Linked DNA regions of Mus musculus: region 2 is linked to region 1. Evidence: chromatin contacts called from public Hi-C data. All regions are on one chromosome and are shown on one strand. The core of a region is the stretch at or near the end of the contact, and the rest is flanking DNA. Distances in the headings are between cores, read along the strand shown. Region 1 has its middle 7.1 kb from the start of Gm23349. Region 2 has its middle 17 kb from the start of 4930488B22Rik.

Region 1 (4,499 bases), core at 542-3,041:
CTCTCTTCCAGAAGACCCAAGTTTGATTACCAGCATCCACAAGACAACTCACAACTGTGTGTAACCTCAGTTCCAGAGGAACTATGCCCTCACACAGCCATGCAGGCAGAACATCAATACACATGAAAATAAATAAATCTTAACAAAACAAAACAAAACAAAACAAAACAAAACACTGTATGGAGGGGGTGCTTAAAATAACGGCTATTCGCCATTTTTTAATACTAGCATTTGATATGTAAAATGGGATCATGTCTACTATTTGAGCTGACAAGATTTATATATCCACTGCAAGGGCTTCATGCACTTAGCCATCTCCCCAAGTCTCTTAAACTCTGTTTAATGGAAGGAATATATTTCCATAGTAAGCTTACAGATGACTTTAGAGAAACACACAGAGCAAGGCCCTGCTTTTCTAATTTGTTAGGTCAATGTCTCAGTTACTTATCTGTCAACAGCCAATAGTTTCTTACTTATTAGTGTGGAATTTTCTATGTATGTAAGCATTCCTCCCTTTCCCTCTGCCCTCTTCCCTTCCTTTCTTACCCCATCTCCACTAACGTTTGCTGAGCATGTAGTATTTCCTGTAAGTCATGTTGTGGGTCTGCATTTTGCCCTGCTGTGGGCTAGCCTGCGTGCTGTCAGGTGCTGGGCTCAATCGAAGCGCTGATACACTGCTCAGGGAGGGACACCGAAGCTGGGTTCCCTGACTCCCGGGAATCCAGTCACCTCTGGAAAACTGCACAGTGGAGTCAGGAACAGAGGGCCGGAGGTCCATGGGTTAGCGCCGAGGCCAGGGCCTAGGGCTCCCAAACTCCTGGACATCTTGACGCCATTGGGTCTCAGGGAGCTGGGAATGGAGTTGGAGTCCTGAGGGCTGAGGATGATGATGAGCCCAGGGCCAGGGGAATGGGGAATGCTGAGTTAGCTCATTTGCTATTGTCCTTAGCTTAGCAGTGGTTGTCTGGGAGCACAAAGGGGCCTTCTGTAGGCTGTGGCTCTGTAGGCAAAGGTATTTTCCATGTTCCCCACAGTGGTCCTTGATGGAAGAGACAGTCCTTGGTTCCAAACAGTTTATTGCTTGTTCATTGTGGAAAAGGGGTGCATACCACCTTCTCAGGGTGGACCAGAGATTAAATACCTTTTGCAGGAAGGAATGTCTGGGAAGGGAAGCTTATTGGTTAAACCTCCAGGGCATCTAGATGCCTTGTTAGCATGTAGAATTCTGTTCTGGGCTACTTGAGCGACATGGGTAGTGTGGCCACGTGTTCTGGGCCAGGAATCTGGCAGGGATCAGGGAGACACTTACCCTCTCAGGTGGGTGCCTGCGTGCCAGGGTCTCAGACCCACTCAATTCAAGTTTCTTGGCATGGTTCTTTGTTGTACATCTTGTTAATCTCAGATGGTGAGTGTTGCAGCTCTTATGAGATGAAGGCTGTGGTTTTCTTGCTCACTTCTCGTGTCCATGAACAAAGATATTTTTAAGAGGTAACTATTTTCAGCTGAAAGCAAACAGCCTTTTAAAAAGTGTCTCTGTTTCCTTAGGTGCAGACATTTTGGAAATGCCAAATTGAAAATGCATATGCTCCCGTGGAAGAAGCAAAGGGGGTTGATTTGCTAAGTGTGCATCTCTTTGTTGTGGCTCAGAGATCTGAGCGTGGTTTCTGGGAAACCAGGCAATGTGGAAATGAAAGAGATTCTGTGTCTCGAATTGCTGAGCCACCACTGGGCTGTCAAACACAAACATAAGTTTTGCCAATTTAAAGTGGAAGTCTGAGACGAAAGTCAGCTGGCAGTTATCTGTGGCTTCCTGCTGTTACTTGGTTTCTGGTTAGCTTCAGTGAGTTGCTGAGAGGAGAAGAGTTATGAGCAAACCACCCACCTACCCAGTGACATATGGAAGGTGCTACATCGTTGTCCTGTCTCTTTCCCAACCTTGAGAGGGCTGGGGATGCATGCGGCTCCATCTTAGAGCATCTGCGAAGTACTCGTAGAATCCCGAGTCCCATCTTCAGCACCACAACTCTCTGCTTGAAGAACAAGTGTCAGTACTTGTCTTTTAGGCAGGAAGTGCCCACAGAGCTTGTCTATACAGAAAGTTGATGCACACAGACAGGGGTTGGGTGGGGTTGGTGACAACGTGTAAGAAGGTCATTGTCAGAAGATGATGGATCCATGGAACATTGCTTTGGTGAACCTAGATGGCCCATGTTTGCTTGGGTAGCCGAGATTCCAATGAGCTTCCTTGATTGCTACAATCACTTGAGCAAAATGGTGAACTGTTTGGGGCTCTTGGGAAGATGCTCTGCTCTCATCAGGAGCCCTCCTCTAATAAAAATGTTTAGATCATAAGAGATCCTGATTCCGATGAGTGTGTTGTTCATTCCCCTCACTCGGCAAAGCCTTCTAGGTCGTCCTTGGTTTCCCATCATTCTGCCTGCGCTGGCACAGATAAAGTCAGCCAGGAGAGGGGATCAGGGACGTGTCCATTAAGTGCAGGTCTCTGCCACAGAAGAGTTAGGATGAAGTTATAGAAAGAACTGGTTTGGGGCCAAGTTGTAGAGTGATGGACATAACAAGGGTTGAGAGCAGGAGGCAACATTTTTTTTCCTTCTTAAAGGAAAATTGGACAATTATGAAATAAACTCAAGATGTGTGTGTGTGTGTGTGTGTGTGTGTGTGTGTGTGTGCATTGCATGTATGTGTGGGCATATACCTGCACCATTGCCCTCCCCCTCTCTCTGTGTGTATGTGTGTAAGCTAAAGGTCAGATATTTTCCTTTCTTGCTTTTTCTATTAATATTTAAGATCTCTTATTGAATGTGGAACTCACAACTTTGGCAAAACTGGTTGACCATTGAGCACCCAGTATCTCCTATCTTGGTCATCAGCTCTGGGGCTGTGGGTACTTAGCATTACATCCAGATTCTATGTGGATGCTAGGGATCTGAACTTGGATCCTCATGGCTATACAGCGGGTTCTTCACTGACTAAGCCATCTCTCCAACTTCGGGCACTTTGAAAGAAAACTGAGATAGCAATGTCTATAGCACATGTGATAGCCACGTGCATCTGCAAAAGAGTTATGGAAGTGTAATATTAGTATAATATATGGAAGTATAATATATCATTGACATTGCAAAGGTATTGCATGTGTATAGGTGGTTTTAAAATACAGAAATGCACAATTAAAATCCACTTTTACATTCATTTATGATAATCTGTATATCTGTCCATCCATTCATTCATCTATTTTTCTATGTTTGGTTATTTTGTGAGTTTTTCATGTGTAGTTTTTACATGACAAAAATCACAATGTACATTTCGGCTTATGATTTCTTTGTCCTCACAACTGTATGTCATGAACATTTCCTTGTGTTATTGAATGTGGTTAGTTGAATTTTTGGAAGATTCCTCAGCATGCTTTGGTAACTGTCCTGGCTAGTTTTATGTCAACTCAATGCAAGCTAGAGTTATCTGAAAGGAGGGACCCTCAATTGAGAAAATACCTCTATAAGGTCCGGCTGTAAAGCATTTTCTTGATTTGTGATTGATGGAGGAGGGCCCAGCGTATTGTGGGTAGTGCCATCCCTGTGCTAATAGTCCTAGGTACTATAAGAATTCAGACTGAGTAAGCCATGGGAGCAAGCCATGTAAGCAGCACCTCTCCTTGGTCTCTGCATCAGCTCCTGCCTCCAGATTCCTGCCCTATTTGAGTTCCTGCCCGGACTTCCTTCAATGATAGTGCTATGACAGTGTAAGCCAAATATACCCTTTCCTCTCCAAGTTTCTTTGGTCATGGTGCTTCATCAAAGCAGTAGTAACCCTGACTAAGACAGACTTTTAGCCATAGTTTAGGACAGTCAGTATTATGGGCACTTATCACTATGGAAAATATTATCCATTAAGTATCGATTAATTAAGTTAATTATTAATTCTTAATATGCATTTTGTTTTGGGGGGAAGATATAGCTGATATACACGCCTCCATTCTTTCTGCTAAGTGCAATTAAATACCATGCTGGCTAGTTTTTGTTTGTTATGTTTGTTTCCTTGCTTGTTTGTATTTTTCTTTATCCACTTGATACAACCTGGAGTCATTTGTGAAAAGGGAGCCTCGATTAAGGAAACGGTCTAATCAGATTGGCCTGTGGGCAAGCCTGTGGTGCATTCCTTAAGTTAGGGATTGGCCTAGGAGGGCCCATCAGAAGCTGGAATGGGATGTGTTATTCGGTTTCCCTGGGTTGATATGGGGGGCATCTGTTAGGAGATGGGACTTCCATTCCCCACTGAGAAATAGTGAGGGATCTCCTCCTCTTGCCACCTCCTTCTTTGGTCTCAGTACAGACTGTGGGTAGGCTAGGTTTACAGTCATAGCCGCAGGTGGGTGGTGTTAGAGGAGGCCTAGTGAAGACTGGCGACTGTTGCTGCCCTATGTGGGCACCATCCTCCTTCCTTGGTACTAGTGGTGGTCATCAGACGAGAAGTAACTCTCATTG
Region 2 (4,499 bases), core at 887-3,386, 120 kb before region 1:
AGCGTTGCGTGTGGTTGTTGCACGTGAGTGTGCCATTAGGCTCCATTCAGTCTTCTGTCTCTTGACTCCCAGACCATACTGTTTTAATCATCGTGTGTTTGTAGTGTGCTTTGAAACCAGGACATGTGGCGGCCCCAGCTTTGCACTGTCTTGAGACTATTTTGGTTGTTGGAGTTCATTTGTGGTTCCTCATGGATTTCAGGGTCCATTTCCCTATTCTCGTTAAAACGGACTAAGTTTGGGTAGAGATGCTGTTTGTCTGTGGATGACTATTGATTGCAGCACTAAGCCCTTCAATCCACGAATAGATTTGTTTCTTTTAAAAACTTATTTCAGTGTTTTTTTTTTTTAAGATTTCATTTTATATCTTTTTTTTTTTCTTTTTTTTGGCTTTCTGGGTTGCATCTTCCTGAGGCCTTCTCTCTCCTCCTCTCCTCTCCTCTCCTCTCCTCTCCTCTCCTCTCCTCTCCTCTCCTCTCCTCTCCTCTCCTCTCCTCTCCTCTCCTCTCCTCTCCTCTCCTCTCCTCTCCTCTCCTCTCCTCCCCTCCCCTCCCCTCCCCTCCCCTCCCCTCCCCTCCCCTCCCCTCCCCTCCCCTCCCCTCCCCTTCCCTCCCCTCCCCTCCCCTCCTCTTTCTTACTTTTTAAATAAGTTTATTTATTTTATTATATGTGAGTGCATTGTACGCTGTCTTCAGACAACCAGAAGAGGGCATCAGATCCCATCACAGCTGGTTGTGAGCCACCATGTGGTTGCTGGGAATTGAACTCAGGACCTCTGAAAGAGCAGTCAGTGCTCTTAACTGCTGAGCTGTCTCTCCAGCCCCCCTAATTTGTTTTATGTGTGTGGGTGCATAAGATTTTTTTTTTTTTGTCTGCATGTTTGTTTGTGTACCATGTGCATGCCTGGTGCCTGTGGAGGTCAGAGGAGGGCATCTCATCCCATGGAACTGGTTATAGGCAGTTGTAAGCCTCCATGTGAGTCTGGGAATGAAATCCTGGTCCTCTTCCAGAGTAGTAAGTATTCTTAACTTTGCTGAGCCTTCTCCCTAGCCCATCTTTACATTTAAACAATCATTTATTTCATTATATAGGTGCACGCCAATTCATCTGGGCCCTAAAAGACCAGAACTTGTATTTAATTGATTCAAATAATTATCCGAATGTTTTATCATTTCTCCCCTTCATCGATTGCAGATGTCACTTTTAAGTGATTTTTTTTTCTGTAATCAGGAAGATATCTTCATTGCTGGCATGTAATACTGATTGATCCAACTTTATGAAAAATATTGTTGTCAGCAAGTTTTATAACACACAAGACAGAAAAAAGACAATAGGAATGTAGGACGCCTTGGCAAATAAGATATGAACAAGTACAAACTCTCATATTTACTCCCCTTTTGAGAACTTTGCACTGAGTTCTATCTGTTAGGAGTATAGTCTTTTCTCCCTTTGTTTACTCTAGAAATAACTTATTTTTGGGACAGGGACTGAATCCAGGCTCTTTGTGTGATAAGCAAGTCTTTTGCTATGGATATGTATATATATATATATATATATATATATATATATATATATATATATATATATATATATACTCAGTTCCTTGGCAAATATTTCTTCAGGGGCCTCTTCTGGACCAGACCCCCAAAAGGACTCATAGATAAATGAGGTGTAGTGTCTTCCTTTGGGTTTCTCATCATCTGGGGAAGCGTATTAGCTGGAATGATCTGAGCTTCAGCAAAAAATTGTGTAACTGTTTTGACCTATGAGGATGTTGATTGCCAGTTACAGATATTAGTGCAGAAGCTTAAAGAGTACAAGGCTCTCAGCCCTTAGACTACAAGGCTCTCTGTCTTTGCTGTTTGTTCTTGTCATTCTCCTTCATTATTGCAAAAAAGCTGGACATGCTTCAATGATCACATCTTCAGATACACACACATATATACACATATAGATACAAACCCACACACATACAAACACACACATACACATACATATACACATAGACCTATATACATACACAGATACACACACACATACAGATACACATAAAAGCAAGGGGCAGTGGGCAGCGAAGGGCAAGAGAGTCTTCCCTCGGGGAGTCTGCCTTACATCCTCTTTCATCTCTTAGGTCAGAAATGAGTCACATACCTATCCTTAGATCAGAGATTGGGACCATTTCCAGAGACTGAGGCATCTCTGACTCACTCTGAGCAAAATTCTGGTTTTGTGAATATGGAAAGGGAATCTGTAATTTTTTTTTTTTTTTTTTTTTTTTAAGGAATACACTCTGCAGTCCTGGTCCTTTATTTCATTTTTGTACATTAGTCCATGAATTCCTATGGAATGGGCTCCAACAGCTCCGGCTCTTTTCCGTTAGTCCTCACAAAGTGTGCTTCTCTGGGTGGCACAGGCTGGTGCTTCAGCTGCACCCAGGTGCCCTTCTCTTTGGCTCCCTTTTTCTTCTGATCGTTCTCCTTCACCCGCTTCAGGAAGCTGTCTCTGCTCTTTGAGTGCTTGATGTGCTCAATCCGCACATTGATCCTCTTGGCCAGAATTTTGTCCTTAACCTGCTTGTTTGCAATGATGCCCACGGCATGCTGGGTGACATTGTAGACTCTTCTGGTTTTGCCGTGGTAGCACTTATGGGGCATTCCTTTTTAAACAGTGCCATTCCCTTGATGTCTACAATACCATCCTTCTTGTAGATTTGCATGTGTGTGGCCAAAGGAACAATGCCATGTTTCCTAAAAGGCCTAGGGTTCCTCTCCTCTCCCTTTGTGTTCATGATTTTGGCAGGTTACTGGAAGATGGCTGCAGTGGCCGAAAGGAGGGAATCTGTAACTTTTAAATTTAATTAATTTATGTGTGTGTGTATCTGTGTGTGTTTGTGTCTATTTGAGTGTATCTTTGTGTTTATCTCTGTGTTTGTATCTGTGTGTGTCTGTGTGTGCATCTGTATGTGTATGTATTTGTGAGTGTTTGAATCTATATGTGTGTATATCTGTGTGTTTGTATCTGTGTGCATATCTGTGTGCTTGTATCTCTCTGTGTTTATTTCTGTCTGTGTGTTTGTCTGTGTGTTTGTGTCTGTTTGTGTATATGTATGTGTGCATATGTGTGTATGTGTGTAGCTGTGTATATCTGTGTGTGTCTGTGTCTATATGTGTGTGCATCTCTGTGTTTGTGTGTATCTATATATATGTGTTTGCATGTATGTATCTGGATGTGTGTATATCTGTGTGTGTTTGTGTGTGTATCTCTGTGTTTCTATTTATGTGTATATCTGTCTGTGTTTGTATGTGTGTGACTGTGTGTTTTTGCATGTCTGTCTGTATATCTGTGTTTCTGCATGTCTGTCTGTCTATCTCTCTGCACCCTCCCCCCCCCCCCAGACCCGCTGCTTTCTGTTTTTGAGCCTGGGTCTTTTGCTGACCCGGAACTTGTGAATTTGGTTAGTCTGGCTGGCCAGGGTTCCTCCCCAGTGCTGGGATTACAGTTGTGAGCTTTCATGCTCCACCTTTTTCCTTTTTTCTTTTTTTGGTTTTTCGAGACAGGGTTCCTCTGTATAGCCCTGGCTATCCTGGAACTCACTTTGTAGACCAGACTGGCCTCGAACTCAGAAATCCACCTGCCTCTGCCTCCCGAGTGCTGGGATTAAAGGTGTGCATCACCACGCCCGGCATGCCCCACCTTCTTAAGGGGAGTTCTGAGGATTAAACTCATATCTTTACACTTGCACGGCAAACACTTTGTTGACTGAACTATCTCCTTCCTGATCAGTGACTTTGAGCATTTGTCCCCATTGCCAGTTAAAGAAGACCTTTCAGAGTCTAAGACATCAAACACTGATACCGCTCAGTTTTTATCATAAACCTTGCTCTCGTTTGGGATGGTGTATGAAGTTCCCTAGTTAAATAGTTTGTCCTGGTCAGTGTTGGCACGGGGATGGGCCACAGGGGTGAGATCAGAATCCATCTGGCATGAAGCAGGCCACTGAAAGCGCACGGAGGGTCCTTATTACACGTTTGTGCACAAGTCCTGACCCTGAGCAGGAGCTTGGACAGTGGTGGCTTTCTTTTCGAACTGTGCTCGGGAACAAGACTTTTCACTGTTGGAATTTTTCAAATAAAATTTACTTTATTTTTATGAGTGTGTGAGTGTGTGTGTGTGTGTTACATACATAACAGCTATGCCTCTCCTATGGAGGTCAGAGGTTAATTTTGGGAGCTGGTTGTCCCCTTCCACCTTTTTCTGAGGCAGCATCCCTCGTTTCTTTCTGTCTCCGAGCTTCACACGTCCATCTGTATGGCCTGGAGGACTTCAGGGTGATTCTCTGGTCTCTCCCCACTCTAGGAAAGCTAGGTTTAGATATGCTGGCCTCTAAATTTGACTCCTTCACGCGGATTCAGAGATTGAATGCAGGTCATCAGACTTGCAAGGCAAGTGCTATCCCTTCTGAGTATCTCACTGACATCATGGCTGGAATTCCTAATGCA

Evidence for each region. A called contact is a pair of places that touch in the nucleus more often than the background predicts.
Region 2: a contact with region 1 is called in a Hi-C map of bone marrow-derived macrophages, with 29 read pairs. The contact joins two enhancer-like sites. A contact is called at or near these places in 14 of 39 promoter capture datasets (the 3T3-L1 cell line, 3T3-L1-derived adipocytes, the C10 cell line and 9 more), 3 of 484 Hi-C or Micro-C datasets (the HPC-7 cell line, bone marrow-derived macrophages and embryonic stem cells), 1 of 115 datasets of contacts at active chromatin or transcription factors (CD8 T cells) and 1 of 9 other capture datasets (embryonic stem cells).

Annotation. Positions count from the first base shown.
Region 1 is chr1:184,570,808-184,575,306 of GRCm38.p6, reverse strand. No RefSeq gene overlaps it. Among named protein-coding and RNA genes, the nearest start is that of Gm23349, 7.1 kb to the left of the region's middle. Within about 2 kb of position 1,791, at least 20 of the 459 cell types and tissues checked have an H3K27ac peak or open chromatin away from gene starts, as enhancers often do. A contact at or near this core is called in bone marrow-derived macrophages, where this site is marked.
Region 2 is chr1:184,693,293-184,697,791 of GRCm38.p6, reverse strand. No RefSeq gene overlaps it. Among named protein-coding and RNA genes, the nearest start is that of 4930488B22Rik, 17 kb to the left of the region's middle. Within about 2 kb of position 2,136, at least 15 of the 459 cell types and tissues checked have an H3K27ac peak or open chromatin away from gene starts, as enhancers often do. A contact at or near this core is called in bone marrow-derived macrophages, where this site is marked.